Linked DNA regions of Arachis hypogaea: region 1 is linked to region 2. The links are chromatin contacts, called in public Hi-C maps. All regions are on one chromosome and are shown on one strand. The core of a region is the stretch at or near the end of the contact, and the rest is flanking DNA. Distances in the headings are between cores, read along the strand shown. Region 1 holds the start of LOC112697448 (dihydrofolate synthetase). Region 2 holds the start of LOC112697442 (ATP-dependent zinc metalloprotease FTSH 11, chloroplastic/mitochondrial).

What was found. A called contact is a pair of places that touch in the nucleus more often than the background predicts.
Region 1: a contact with region 2 is called in a Hi-C map of leaf, with 4 times the contacts expected there. The contact joins the promoter of LOC112697448 here to the promoter of LOC112697442 in region 2. A contact is called at or near these places in 2 of 8 Hi-C or Micro-C datasets (leaf and an unstated tissue).

Annotation. Positions count from the first base shown.
Region 1 is chr6:107,918,770-107,925,504 of arahy.Tifrunner.gnm2.J5K5, reverse strand. It overlaps LOC112697448 (dihydrofolate synthetase), which reads left to right and starts at 2,847. Exons shown (of 10, transcript XM_072197563.1): 1 at 2,847-2,994; 2 at 4,072-4,392; 3 at 4,778-4,875; 4 at 5,005-5,155; 5 at 5,483-5,545; 6 at 5,812-5,973. The coding sequence starts at 4,111. It overlaps LOC112697449, which reads right to left and starts at 2,715. Exons shown (of 8, transcript XM_025750628.2): 1 at 2,208-2,715; 2 at 1,539-1,670; 3 at 230-353. The coding sequence starts at 2,591.
Region 2 is chr6:107,776,737-107,782,920 of arahy.Tifrunner.gnm2.J5K5, reverse strand. It overlaps LOC112697442 (ATP-dependent zinc metalloprotease FTSH 11, chloroplastic/mitochondrial), which reads left to right and starts at 4,080. Exons shown (of 17, transcript XM_025750622.3): 1 at 4,080-4,886; 2 at 5,325-5,478. The coding sequence starts at 4,258. LOC112697443 (endoplasmic reticulum oxidoreductin-2) reads right to left here and starts at 4,005. Exons shown (of 10, transcript XM_025750623.3): 1 at 2,557-4,005; 2 at 2,210-2,341; 3 at 918-1,170; 4 at 241-351. The coding sequence starts at 2,712.

The sequences.
Region 1 (6,735 bases), core at 1,598-4,097, 140 kb before region 2:
GGATCAAATGAAAAAAGGAGGATGCAAGAAGATAGATTCAAAATAGCACTAGACAAAAAACCACAAACACATAATTGAAACATTTTCAAAACATTTTCAAAACTCTAGTGAGCAAATGCTCAATCAATAACCATGAAATTTTAAATACTATGACAACAAAAAGAAATGCAACACGATGACATGCACACAGGTGCAGATTTAGTGGTATAAAATTTTCAAGCATACAAACCTGTATTGGCAACTTTTGAATTGAAGACGTTAAATATTTCAACCAAGCAATGAGCATCCATAGCTGCATATGTTATCTGCTCTTCTGTAAGAGGACGACATGACCAATCACTACATTGGAGTTCCTAAAGTAGTTATAAGTTTGGTTAACAACTTACGTAATTGAAAAATGCCATGGACCAAGTCCTTAAACATGGAATTCCAGCGGATAACCAAACCAGATCCTTATACAAACAAGAGATTCCCCATTCCCTTTCATATTATGAAAAACTAAATTCCATTAAAACACACAAATATAGATGGCAATAACAGTCAATGAACATTACTATCTATAATATGCAATATTTGTTTTGTGATGAAACAAATTGATTCTTCAGAAATCACTTTGCATAGCTAAGATATTCTGATCAATATAATCCTGCAAATAGGAGAGCAAGTATGTTTTCTTATTAGAAAGCACATAACAAACAGTATACAGGCCATTATTAAATGGCAAACGTGTTTTCCCAAATACGTGTGCAATGTGTTGCGCAATTTTGGTCATATTGAGCTACATTGTTGGATCAATTCTGTGTTCTGTAATCTTGCTTGGTTTTTTTTTTTTTGGATAAGATAAACTCTATGCCACTGTTTGATGTTTTTTGTTAGTGTGATTCATACATCTCTATCAAGAAGTTTTCAGGCAAGGAAGTCTTCTGGGATAATTTATAGTTCTATTTTCTATTATTCCATTTTTGTCCATTCTTGACATGTATCTCTATAACCCAGTGATCAATAATTTAGGAATTTGCTAAATCACTCTTCATAATTAAAATAAAGCTCGTTATTTGATAAAGCTAAACACTTTTTTTGGCGGCCATGCATGCAATACGTAAACTTTTTAGGATGAAGATTCTTAAGAAAAACTTAAATATACATCTTACAAAATGACAAAGAATGAGCCCTCATAATCTCATTCTCTCTTCAAATCAACACATAAAAATCAGACAGAACAATAAAAGCTTCTGGCAGTGCAAATTTGTAATTTTCCTTTTATGTTACCTTTTCTTCCCCTTCCTTTCTAGAGGAAAATTGGGAAAGATATAACAGCAACAATGTAAGAGTTTAGCTACTATAATGGTAACGTGAATATGACTTCCCAAATGCATGTAGAAGATACAATACAATCAAAAACTTCACACTACGGTTCATGTAGTTTATTTAAGCATCCAGTTCACACAAACAAATGCTAAAACCCCACTGGTAAGTGGTAATCTTCTAAATTGACACATTTATATGCAATAAAAGTTGAATAGCATATGTAAACAAACCTTTGAGAGAGGAAAACCCAGGACTTCCATGCATATATTCGACAAACTTTTAGTCTGCTTCGGTGCATTCCGTCCATGCTTCTTTAGATACAGAAGATTATACAGACTCGTGATATCCAAATATGGCTCCACCTATCCACAGTTCAACACAACCTATCATAATTAAAAAATAGCATAATTTTCTACTCAAGTGAAGCCCCATTTTAGTTAATTTACTACCTGAAGTTGTAAATTATTATTCAAGTAAGTCCTCCGAGTGAAAGTTAATACTCATATTGGTCCTGAAGTTACACTTGCGCCTCAATTTGGTCCAAAATTTTGATTTACTCAATTGATCCCACAATTTAGTATTCTTGATTCACATTAATTGAAGTGCATGTTAGTTCTGGGACCAATTTGAGTATTAATTATACAATATAATTCAATTCATTCAATTATAAAACGAATACATATGGCTGGTGCATTAAGTTTAATTTTGATCCGTGTTTACGCAATAATTCAATCAAAGTTAAATTATAATCCTAACTGATAAAATGTTATACGAATTGAAAGTAAACTCAAATAATGTTTTACAAAATGAGAATCTAAACAGTTCATTTCAGAATCTCAAGAACTAGATTGAAAACTGTAAATTCAACCAAAGAAACAACGCGATTGTGATCCTCTAACCTTATCGAAACCAGGGTCGCAGCCATGGGAACAGAAAGTAGAAGACAGATATATCAAATCTTGCTTGAATCTGAAACCAAGTTTCAAGGTCTCGGGGGATTCCAGCATTTCTCGGAGTGGCTTCCATAGCGAGGAGAGAGGGATGGAAAGAAGGTCGAGGAGGAACACGGCCGAGACAGGTTCCGAGTCGCCGCCGAGTTGGCAGGCGATTTGGAGCAGCGACACGTCGGGGAACGAAGACTGGTATGTTCGGACAGGCTTCCACTCGGCGTCGAGCCCGACGAGCGAGGACTGAGTCAGGGACCGAGCGAGGAGGGTGAACTCGGGCGACTCGGGGGAGGAAACTAGGTATACTTTGAAAGGCTTCTGGATTTGGGAGTCCATGACCTGATGACCATGAGTATAAAATTTTAGCTGTTATTTTTGTGCAATTAATATTTGATTTATTAAAGCTTTTTCTTTTTTCTGTTAGGCGGTTGCGTTGGGTGGCCAAAAAAGTTTTAAGTCTCTCGCACACGGAAAACCCAACTACCCAAACTTATCACCCAAACAGTCAAGGAGGTCGCCGAACCTCTTCTCATCGTTCGTCTTCTCCTCGCCTCTCGCTCTCGCCCTCGCGAAGGGTTGCTGGGTTCGTCGGTCGTCTCTCTCCGAGCTCGTTTCCCTGTTCGAGCGCTCTCTCTCTCTCTGTCCAAGCTCACTTCCCTGTTCGAGCGCTCTCTCACTCTCTCTGTCCAAGCTCACTTCCCTTCTCCGTCGCCGTCGCTTCCTTCCTCCCTCGCCGCCGGTAAGTACTTCTGCTTCAATTTATTTTTGCTTGTTTTGAGTTGATTCTGTGATTCAATTTGTCAATAATTCTGATTGTGTGATTCTGAGTGGCTGGGTTTTATGATTCTGAGTTTGGATTTTTTGCTTAGTTTTTCTGTTTTTGGATTCTCGACTTTGGATGCTGAGTTTTCTTGAATACTATGGATAACCGTAAATTTGCCAAGCCCTTGAAGTTGATGCTGGAAAATTTTGAATCCAAGGATAATTTTGATAATGATGCTGTTGTTGATCAACAAAGTGAGATTTTTGAGTTGTGGAAGATGGTTAAGGATAGGCTTGCATTGCCATTATTGATTGATCCTTGTGACAAAGCTGGATTGGACCCTCCGCCGTGTTTCATGTCCCCACAGAACTTAAGATGATGATTGGAGCGTCTTCCTAGTGTTGTTCTGGCTAGGATGGCTTGCTTGTGTACAGAACTGCTGTACCTGTCTGGGAATAATGACCTCTGGAAGAAGAAGTTTGAGGAGGAGTTTGGGGAAGCTGGGAGTAGAGTGAAGTTCTTTAAGGATTATTTTGCTTTACACTGGGAATCAAAGAAGAGATCGATGCAATTGGTTTTTTATGCATTATTCCCATTTCCCAGCAAGGAGAGATCTTAATCCTTTTGGAAATTTTTTATTGTGAATTTTTAATGATAAAATATGGCCAAGTTATTATGTGAAATTACAAAATTTTGAATTTTATTAGTTTAGAAATCATTGAATTTGGATGTTTGAAATTGTATATTGAATTTGTAATAGTTTTATTGTATATTTAACTAAACTGGTTGGACCATTGAACCAGTTACTTGACCGATTCAATAACCGGTTCGGTTCTTGCAACCTTGCTTTTAAGTGTTATGGACAGATGGTTAGAGATACAATTATTCATGTGTCTCCTTCTATAAGTTTAAGTTTTTGGGAGAAGTAATTTCATGACATCGACCAGTAGTTTATGCTAGATTTCATATATAATGCATGTTCTTTTGATATCTTTTTGGTTCTCAAATACATAAAACTTTGAAATTGATTTTGTTAGCATACATTTTCTTCAGGCTTCAGCTGTGCAGGCCTGTTTGTGGTGAGACTGAACTATGCTTGCAGTTCCCACTGGAAACCTCACACTTCTTGGCAATAGTAACTTTCTTTGCCATATAAATAGAGGCATCAAAAGGCAAATAGGTGCCATACGAACCTTATGTTTGAAAGCAGGAGAGCCTGAAATGAAAAACCTACTGGATTACATTGATTCGCTTAAAAACTATGAGAAATCAGGGGTTCCCAAAGGAGCAGGCACTGATTCGCGTGATGGGTTTGATCTTGGAAGAATGAGACGCCTCCTTGAACGTTTTGGTAACCCTCATTGCAAATTCAAGGTGCAATTTTCCTCCTTTTTTTTCTTCCCCTTTTTTAATTGGTAAATATATATTTTAGCAACAACTAAATCACGCATATATGTAAATTAGACGGGGGGGAAGAAATGAAATATTTATTCAGAGGTTGAAGTTCTTGGATGACTTCTTATTTCACAACTTTGGATAGTGGAAATTTTGTAACCAAGGGTCATGCCTGTTTTTTTCTTTAATTGGTTGGAAATTTTATATTCTGAGTATGCTGAAATTCTCCTCTTTATTAGGTATACTTAGTACTTAAATATGGGTTTGGAAAAGTTATGGATGAGTTTTTCATACCTTTTTTTCTTGTAGTGTTATCTCTTCATTTTCACATGTATCATATGTTTCAATTTCACTCCAATTATAGGCTGTTCATATTGCTGGGACTAAGGGAAAGGGGTCAACAGCCGCATTCATATCTAATATTCTGAGGGCAGAAGGTTATTCTGTTGGTTGTTATACTAGGTTATGTTTCTTTATCCTTCAAAACAACATTACCTCGATATATATGCAAATGCTTGCAATTCCAATTTTGACAATAGTGCTTTACAATTTGTATGTCATTGACGGGCAGGTTTTATTTTTCTGAAGCAGTCCACATATCAAGACAATCAGAGAGAGGATTTTACTAGGAAGATTTGGCGATCCTGTCTCGCCAAAATTGTTGAGTAATCTTTTTGATAGGATCAAGCAGGATCTTGACCAAGCAATTGTAGAGGAAAATGGTTGCATAAGCCATTTTGAGGTATTCATAATATCATCAACGTTTAAATACTTTAACTAGAGGTTTTTTTCCATTGGATTCCATGTGATCAATTGGGCATTTGGAACAGTATATTAAATTCTCTTGGTCATTATTTGCTCCTCTGTCTGTTCTTTCAAGATGGATTGCATCTTCTAAATTATCACTTCTATTGCAATAGTTAATGCTCTATTATTTGGTTTTGCAATGAAATATTGCCTCAAATTAATGATTCTTTAAGCTGATGTTTCTGTGTATGTTATATAGCATTCTAATACAATTGAGCTGGATATTTTGTATTTGCTAAACTTGTTTACTCTGTTGTTTCAGGTGTTCACTACTATGGCATTCATCCTGTTCGCTGAAGAGAATGTTGACATTGCTGTTGTTGAGGTAAATTATCTATTTTCTTCACTGGCAATTGCTTCGGGCAAACCTGCTATTAAGTTATTGTTCTGATTTTGTTGTTTCTATGTTGCTCCCCCCCCCCCCCCCAAAAAAAAAAAAGTCTTGAGATAATATTGGATTTGTCTAAGCCAACATAATGGATGGTTCTTGATAGTGTTTTATTGTTAATATTGTCTTTATTTTAAAAAATTTAAACCTAAAACTGTGAGATGGCCAAAGTCATAATGCTGTATCTTCATTTAATTCTACAGGCTGGTTTAGGGGGTGCTCGGGATGCAACGAATGTTATATCTAGCTCTGGCCTTGCTACCTCAGTTATAACCACCGTCGGGGAGGAACATTTAGCAGCTCTTGGTGGTTCATTGGAAACTATTGCAGTGGCAAAGGCAGGAATCATAAAACAAAACCGCCCAGTTAGGTGTTTCTCTCCATGATCTTATTTTTCTCATTAATAAGATATCTAAACTTGAAATGAAATGACGTTTTTCTTGGAGACAAAACACGCTACAACTGCATAGATACTAAATTGAGGACTATTGACAAGGATACAATCCAATTCTTATGTACATGACTAAATGCATTGAGATTATTTTGTCCTACTCCAATTACTCAATGCTCATTAAAAAGAAGCATATTTAAATTAGCTAGAGAGCTTTCCATCTTTGCCTTTAGGAACTGTCGTTTGTTTAATCCTTGCATTCTATACGTAAAATAGACCAGAAATAGTTATTGATATGAAATATCCTTTCATTTATGTCTTAATTTAAAGCATAATAACATTTTTTGAGAGAAAAACACCCTAAAATGTCTGCAAAGTGGCAAAACAGGGATCTTATGTTGCTGTGACAGCTAAATAGGATTTCCTTTTTCTCGGATGGATTGGACCTATCTTCTATTGATTTAGATTTGTGTTAATGTATAAATTTTAAAATTTTATTCTTCATACATAAACACCAGAGCGAAATAAAACTTTTCTCTATATTCTTGGTACAGAGATGTTTATCTTTTACAATTTTATTACCATTATGGACAATATTGTTTTTCTTTCTCTTTTGCTAACCAAAGAAATGCATTTCAGTTGGTGCTCGGTGGACCATTTCTTCCTCATATTGAGAGTATTATTTGAAATAAAGCAGCGTCCATGGGTTCACCTGTAGTAGCTGCATTGAGATTAT
Region 2 (6,184 bases), core at 2,831-5,330:
GTGAGAGGAGTGGGGTATAAAATGGGAAACGGACTTGAAGTTAGTGAGGAAAATATTAATATTGGGAGACACTGAGTTGCTACAGTGCTCAGAACTTGTATCTCTGTTTCTGTTATATGCACTTTCATATTTTTCCTGGTTTATAATATGTGTGTTCCTATCAACCTCACAGTATTTGAAAAACAAAAGATGAAAAGAAAACTAGAGTTTAACTACATAAGCTTTTAGAAGATGACTTACATTTGGGGCAGTTTTCGGAGTAGACAGCATCCCATATCCTTCTCGCAGATGGACCAGTGTAACCAGTGTACCTTTCGGGATTCAATTGGAGATTCACATATGTCATCTCATCTACAAATATAAACATATTTCAGTGAGATGCTTGTTTTCCAGAAAGAAGTTCAGAATAAAATTATTGAACTCTGATATGCTAACAACATAGAAAGTACTATGCAGTATGCAGGAATTCTATGTTGCCACATATCATACAATATTAAAAGACTTAATTTGAAGTGAATAATTATTACTACAATGACGTGGCACCTTGCTTTCTGATCGATCATTAAATTGAAAATTAAACATTAAGGGTGCGTTTAGTTTGCATTTTTATTTTTTGTTTTCATTTTCAGTGTTTTCTGTTTTCTGGATTTTGTGAAGGAAAAAGTGAAAATAGGACAAAATCCAGAAAACAGAAAACACTGAAAATGAAAAGAGAAAAAGAAAACGCAAACCAAACGCACTCTAAATATTTTGGGCCATGAGGTAGGTCAAACACAAACTATCAGCAAATTGGATCTCACCCAATTTGTTTATCAATACTACTCCAATGTTTCAGTATTGATATCTGATTTCATAGGAGCACCTAAAACTATGTCTGAAAAGAATTTACATGTAAATTAATATCTACAGTGGCTCACCATTGTCAGTCTCATCATCATTTGTCCAGGGATTGTCTATTTCAGTCCATCCTCTGAAAGCTTTACTATCTAATGTACGGTCAACAGCTGCCTCAGGTTTTCCTTCTTGACAAACAAGGTCATTTAGTGAAAGGCGACCAGGCTTCTTGAATGACTCGGGGAACTCATTTTCCGGACATTCACAAACACTACAATCTCGCAACCTACACATGCCATCATCGGGCCAAAATGGACAGTCACACCATAACTTGACCTGCAACAAATACCATCAAACAGTCTTTAGCACAGGAAAAACATAAAGGTTGATAACACAATATAACATGCGACGAAGTGGTTAGCATCAATAGCATGCCCACACTATGTGTATCATTAGAGGTATCTTTTAACTATTTGAGTACAATAGTTGCATAATATCATGAGTACCTCCTTGTTCTCAATAATAATCTTCCCAAACCAACATCACCCAATAACATGAATATTGTTTTCAAACTTGAGGATAGTAAATTCAATATTTTAGAATCCATTATGCAGGTAGCATAGTTTCAACTGAAGGCCAACAATAATGTAGAAGGATTTGCATGTGCTGCACATAGAATCAGAAGTTTCATGTCTCCCTAACAAGAGTTTCATGCCATTTCTTGAGTCATCTGGTTTCTTCAGCTCTGTTCAGCTGTATATCTTATTTTTAATTCCTAGCTCATACCTCAACACAACCTTTCCACTTGAAAAACCTACATGTAAGCCTAAAGCACTCTATAAAGTCAAATCATTTATTTGGAAAACTTAGATCAATAGAATTAAAACCAATGACTTCTTGCAGGTTCAAAGGCCAAGTAAGGTTATTGCCCTTGATGTATTTGTTATGTGTCGGACAAATTCAAAATCAATTAGACAAATGTTTATGCATCGTCCTATGGGTGCTTTCTGATGGAATTCCTTGTTTCTCATCTTTGGTGAGTGTTGGGTGTGCCTTGCAAGTTTAAAACCTTAGCTCAGTTTCTTTTTTTTTTAAATATTTGTTTTGTTTGCATCACACTAATCTTACGGTCCTGGCTACAGTATTTCGACCATGATAAAATTACAGCAGTTTTTATAGATGTGGTTCTCTCTGATTTCTACAAGAATTTGCACACAAAAAATACATAGTAAGACTAGAAGTTCCTCTTCCAACCTAAAGGTTTTGGATTTTATCATATTTTAATGTAACCAAGAGAATCAACACATCGAGGATTCGGATCTTAGTCAATAGGAAATTCAAGAAAAATGTATACAAGAAGTAACAACAAGCAAACCTTAAAATATCGAAAAAATGGAGTTTTCACAAGCTCTTGAAGGGATGGGTGTAACACTCCCTCATTAAGACGATTCACAGTTTCATAGTCACAACAACAATCCTCCACCATGCCACTATACTTTGGTTCACCCTGCGATGAAGAAAAAACAAAAATTAACCAATGACACTACTGAAACAAAATCAACTATAAGAAAGTTATCAAGTCACACAGCAGAGAAAAGCAATGTATGAAGAACATTTCTTCTATTAGGGGTTAGTGCAGGATTGAGAGTCTATCTAACAATGGAAATCAAAACAAGAATTTCGAAAGAAACTTCAAATGTGGGTTTAGAAAAGTGAAATTACCGGGGAACAGGGACATGCACTGAAGAGAGGAATTCTTGAAGAAGTTTTGGAAGACATGGTCACGGCAACAAAGACGCCGACAAGAGCAACCGCCACACAAACCCATCGCAAACCGCTATCCTTCTTCTTCTTCTTCTCAATTTCCTTCTTCACCATCACCCCCCTCGACCTACCTCAATGCACCCAGAAAAACAACCAGTGAGAGAATCGCGGGGTTTCTGGTGGAAATCAGAAACAATTTCCACCTGTTACAATGTGAGTTGGTCCAATAGAAAGAATGGCAATCGATCCGTTGAAAGTAAGAACCCTAAGATACCAAATTCAAAGCTTGTTTTTGCTTTACTACTAGTGTCTGTTTGTGTTGTGTGTGCATTTATTATGACGAAGAGTCGAAGAGGTAAGAAAACGGAGGTGTTAGTTGTGACGTGCGAATGTGATGGCAAGAATTGAAAACTGGGGCGCTGTTAATGGTGCCAAACGGTGGGCAGGAACATTCCAAGAAACACTGCAATTTACAAGTCAATTTCTTACACCGTTGGAAGTTGAAACACTGTGGGCCCCATGCGAGGCAAACTTGTTTGGGTCAAGGCTTTCTTGTTGGGGTAGAAACAGGCCCACAGGCCCAGAGACAATTCTATGAGAAGGAGACTACCTGTCTGCCCTCTCGTCCATAGCAATTAGATATTTTTTATTTACACAAAATATTGCACTATACTTTTCAAAGAGTTTAAGGGATTTGTTAAAAAAAGATTTTTTTTAATGAAAAAAAGATTTTTTTTTATTTTTTAATGTGTTTGGAAAATATTTAATAGTAAAAGTAAAAATACTAAAAAAATAAAAAATATCTTTTTGAGAAGCTGTAATTTACATCTTTTTTTAAAGATCTCTTTTCTTTAAAAAAAGATATTTTTCATGTAATAAATAAAAAAAGTATTTTTATATTGTTATACCTAAACATAATTGATAAATAAAAAGATCTTTTTGTATAAGATATCCAAATATAAAATTACTTTTACTTTTACATAAAATCTTTTAAAAAAAATAATTCGAAAAAAGATCTTTTCTTAAAAACTACCCAAACAAGTCATAATTTTAATATTTTGATAGTGTAATTTTACACTATTTTATAATTATATTTGTTTTCTAATAATTATTTATTTAATTAATAAAAAAATTATTTTTATTGATATAATATTATATAATTTAGTGACGTGTAAAATAATTTTACATTGAGAGTACACAAAAAAAATAACATAATTAACTTATAAATATTAGACTCTCATTTTTCATTTTTTGCAATATAATTATTTTGTATTAAAGTAGAACATTTCAGTTAATAGATGTATATTGTTATTGCATATTTAAATAATTTAAAAATATTTTTGTTAATAATGAAATTAAAAAATATTTTTATGAACAACAATGCATTTTTGCTGCCTAATAATGCCTTTCACTAAAAATTTTCATTTCCACTAAGAAAAAACAAAAAAGCAATAAAATAAAAAATCTATCGAGAGACACATACACTAAAAATCCGAAGCCGGCGCCAAGTTCACTCCCTGGAAATGGCTGGATAAGGTTGCTTCCGTCTTCTTCTTCTTCCTCCAATCTTCTTTCTCTTTCTCTCACAACGTGCACGGATAATAAGAGAGAGGAAGAGACACATTCACTGATAATTCACAAACCCTAACACGGTCCCAAATGGCCACGCTTCAAGCTTCTCTTCTCTCTAAACCTTCCCTCCCATTCCCATTCTCATCTTCATACCCTTCACTTCGCCGCAACACAATTCTCTCTTTCCACTCCCTCACCTCATCCCATCCCCACCTCACGCGCCTCCGCTCCCGCCTCCCCTGCACATTCCGCCCCGACAACAGCATTACCTCCTCTTCCGAACCCCAACCTCAATCCCAATTAACTAACTCCGAACCAGATTCCGCCGAACCTGATGCCGTTGACGCCGGCGAGGTTCCAAATTCAAATTCAACGGAGGAAAAGATTGCAGTTTCGGATTGGAATGAGTCAAGTTTGGAACTTAGTTCCGAGAGTGTAGTGTCTGGCAGCGAGAGTGAGGGGAAGGGTACGAATCTGAAGAAGAAGAAAGATGAGGAGGGTGTTGGTGTTGGTTCCAGGTTGCCATTTTTGGTGTTTCTTCTTGGAATATGGGTGAAAGTGAGAGAAGCGGTGAGAAGGGCATTTTCGGAATTTTTTGATTGGTGGCCGTTTTGGCGTCAGGAGAAGCGGCTGGCGAAGTTGATCGCCGAGGCCGAGGCGAACCCGCAGGATGCCGAGAAGCAGAGTGCTCTGTTTGTTGAGCTCAACAAGCACAGGTGTGTGACAGTGAAGTGTTGGAACCAAAAAAGAAAAAAGAATTGTTTACTGATTAATGAATAATGAATGAAAGAATGAATGCTTGGGGTTTGCATGCTGAATTTGTGCACTTTCTTGAGCCAAGCTTGTTTAGTTTTGACATTCCTGGGATCTTGGTGTTTATCTTTTATTTACTTGCTTGTTCAATTGATGATGATGTATATCATAATTTTACAGATAATATTGGAAAAAAGTGATAAAGAAAAGAATATATATATATATATATATATATATATATATGGGGAAGTTAAGTTGGGTATAGTGCCTAGTTCTTTGACTTGGAAGTTTTGTGTTTAAATTCATATATGGTTTCTTTATTTCCTTTTTTTGTTAGTTCAAATGCAGATATTTATAAGATTTTCATCTCTTTTTGTTTTTTGTTTTTTTTGTTTTCCTAGTCCTGAGTCTGTCATCAAGCGATTCGAACAAAGGGATTGTGCTGTAGACAGTAGAGGAGTCGCAGAATATCTTCGAGCTCTTGTAATGACTAATGCTATCACCGAATATCTTCCAGATGAGGAAATTGGAAAGCCTTCTAGTCTTCCTACTCTGGTAATTGCTTTCAGTAATTTATATTCTTGTTCTTTCTCTTTTTCTGTCTGTGTTTAATTCATGATGCCTCAATTTTTGTTAGTGGGTTTGGAAGAGTGCATGGCATCTAGTTTAGGGTCCATTAGTTAATATTAGTCTGTCTAGAGGAATTGTTCTCTTTTTCATGCTTGCAATTATCATTTAACATATTGAGATTGTGTCGGGTCATTCAAATTTCATCTGTGACTATTTTGATCATAATGCTCAAATGACGTTTGTTTCATGGTCCTGGCAAACTGCATTATCAGAAGGAAATTTCTTTCTTATTAAGTTGCAAGTTTCATGAAGGACTGCTTTTATCTTGTTTTTGTCTTTTGCATTGATTCATATGGTTCAAATTGATCTTTTTATTAACCAATCTGGTATTTTTCTGATTTGTTACCTTGTATGATCCTATTCTTATATGATGTACTTGATGACATTACTGATTATGTAAATTTGGATACTCCTATTATTAGTACTAGTGAAAGTGCCTATAAATTCATAATTTTAAAGAACAATACTAATTATTTTATTTAGAGTTAATTGTTTTATCACGTATATACCTCTCAATGACTCAATGTTAGTAAAAGGGGTATAACTGAACAAAAGTAACTATGATAAAAGTTTGTCTTAACACCTTCAATTGGTATTAGAGAAGTTAGCCCTTAATGTTAGTGAATATAAT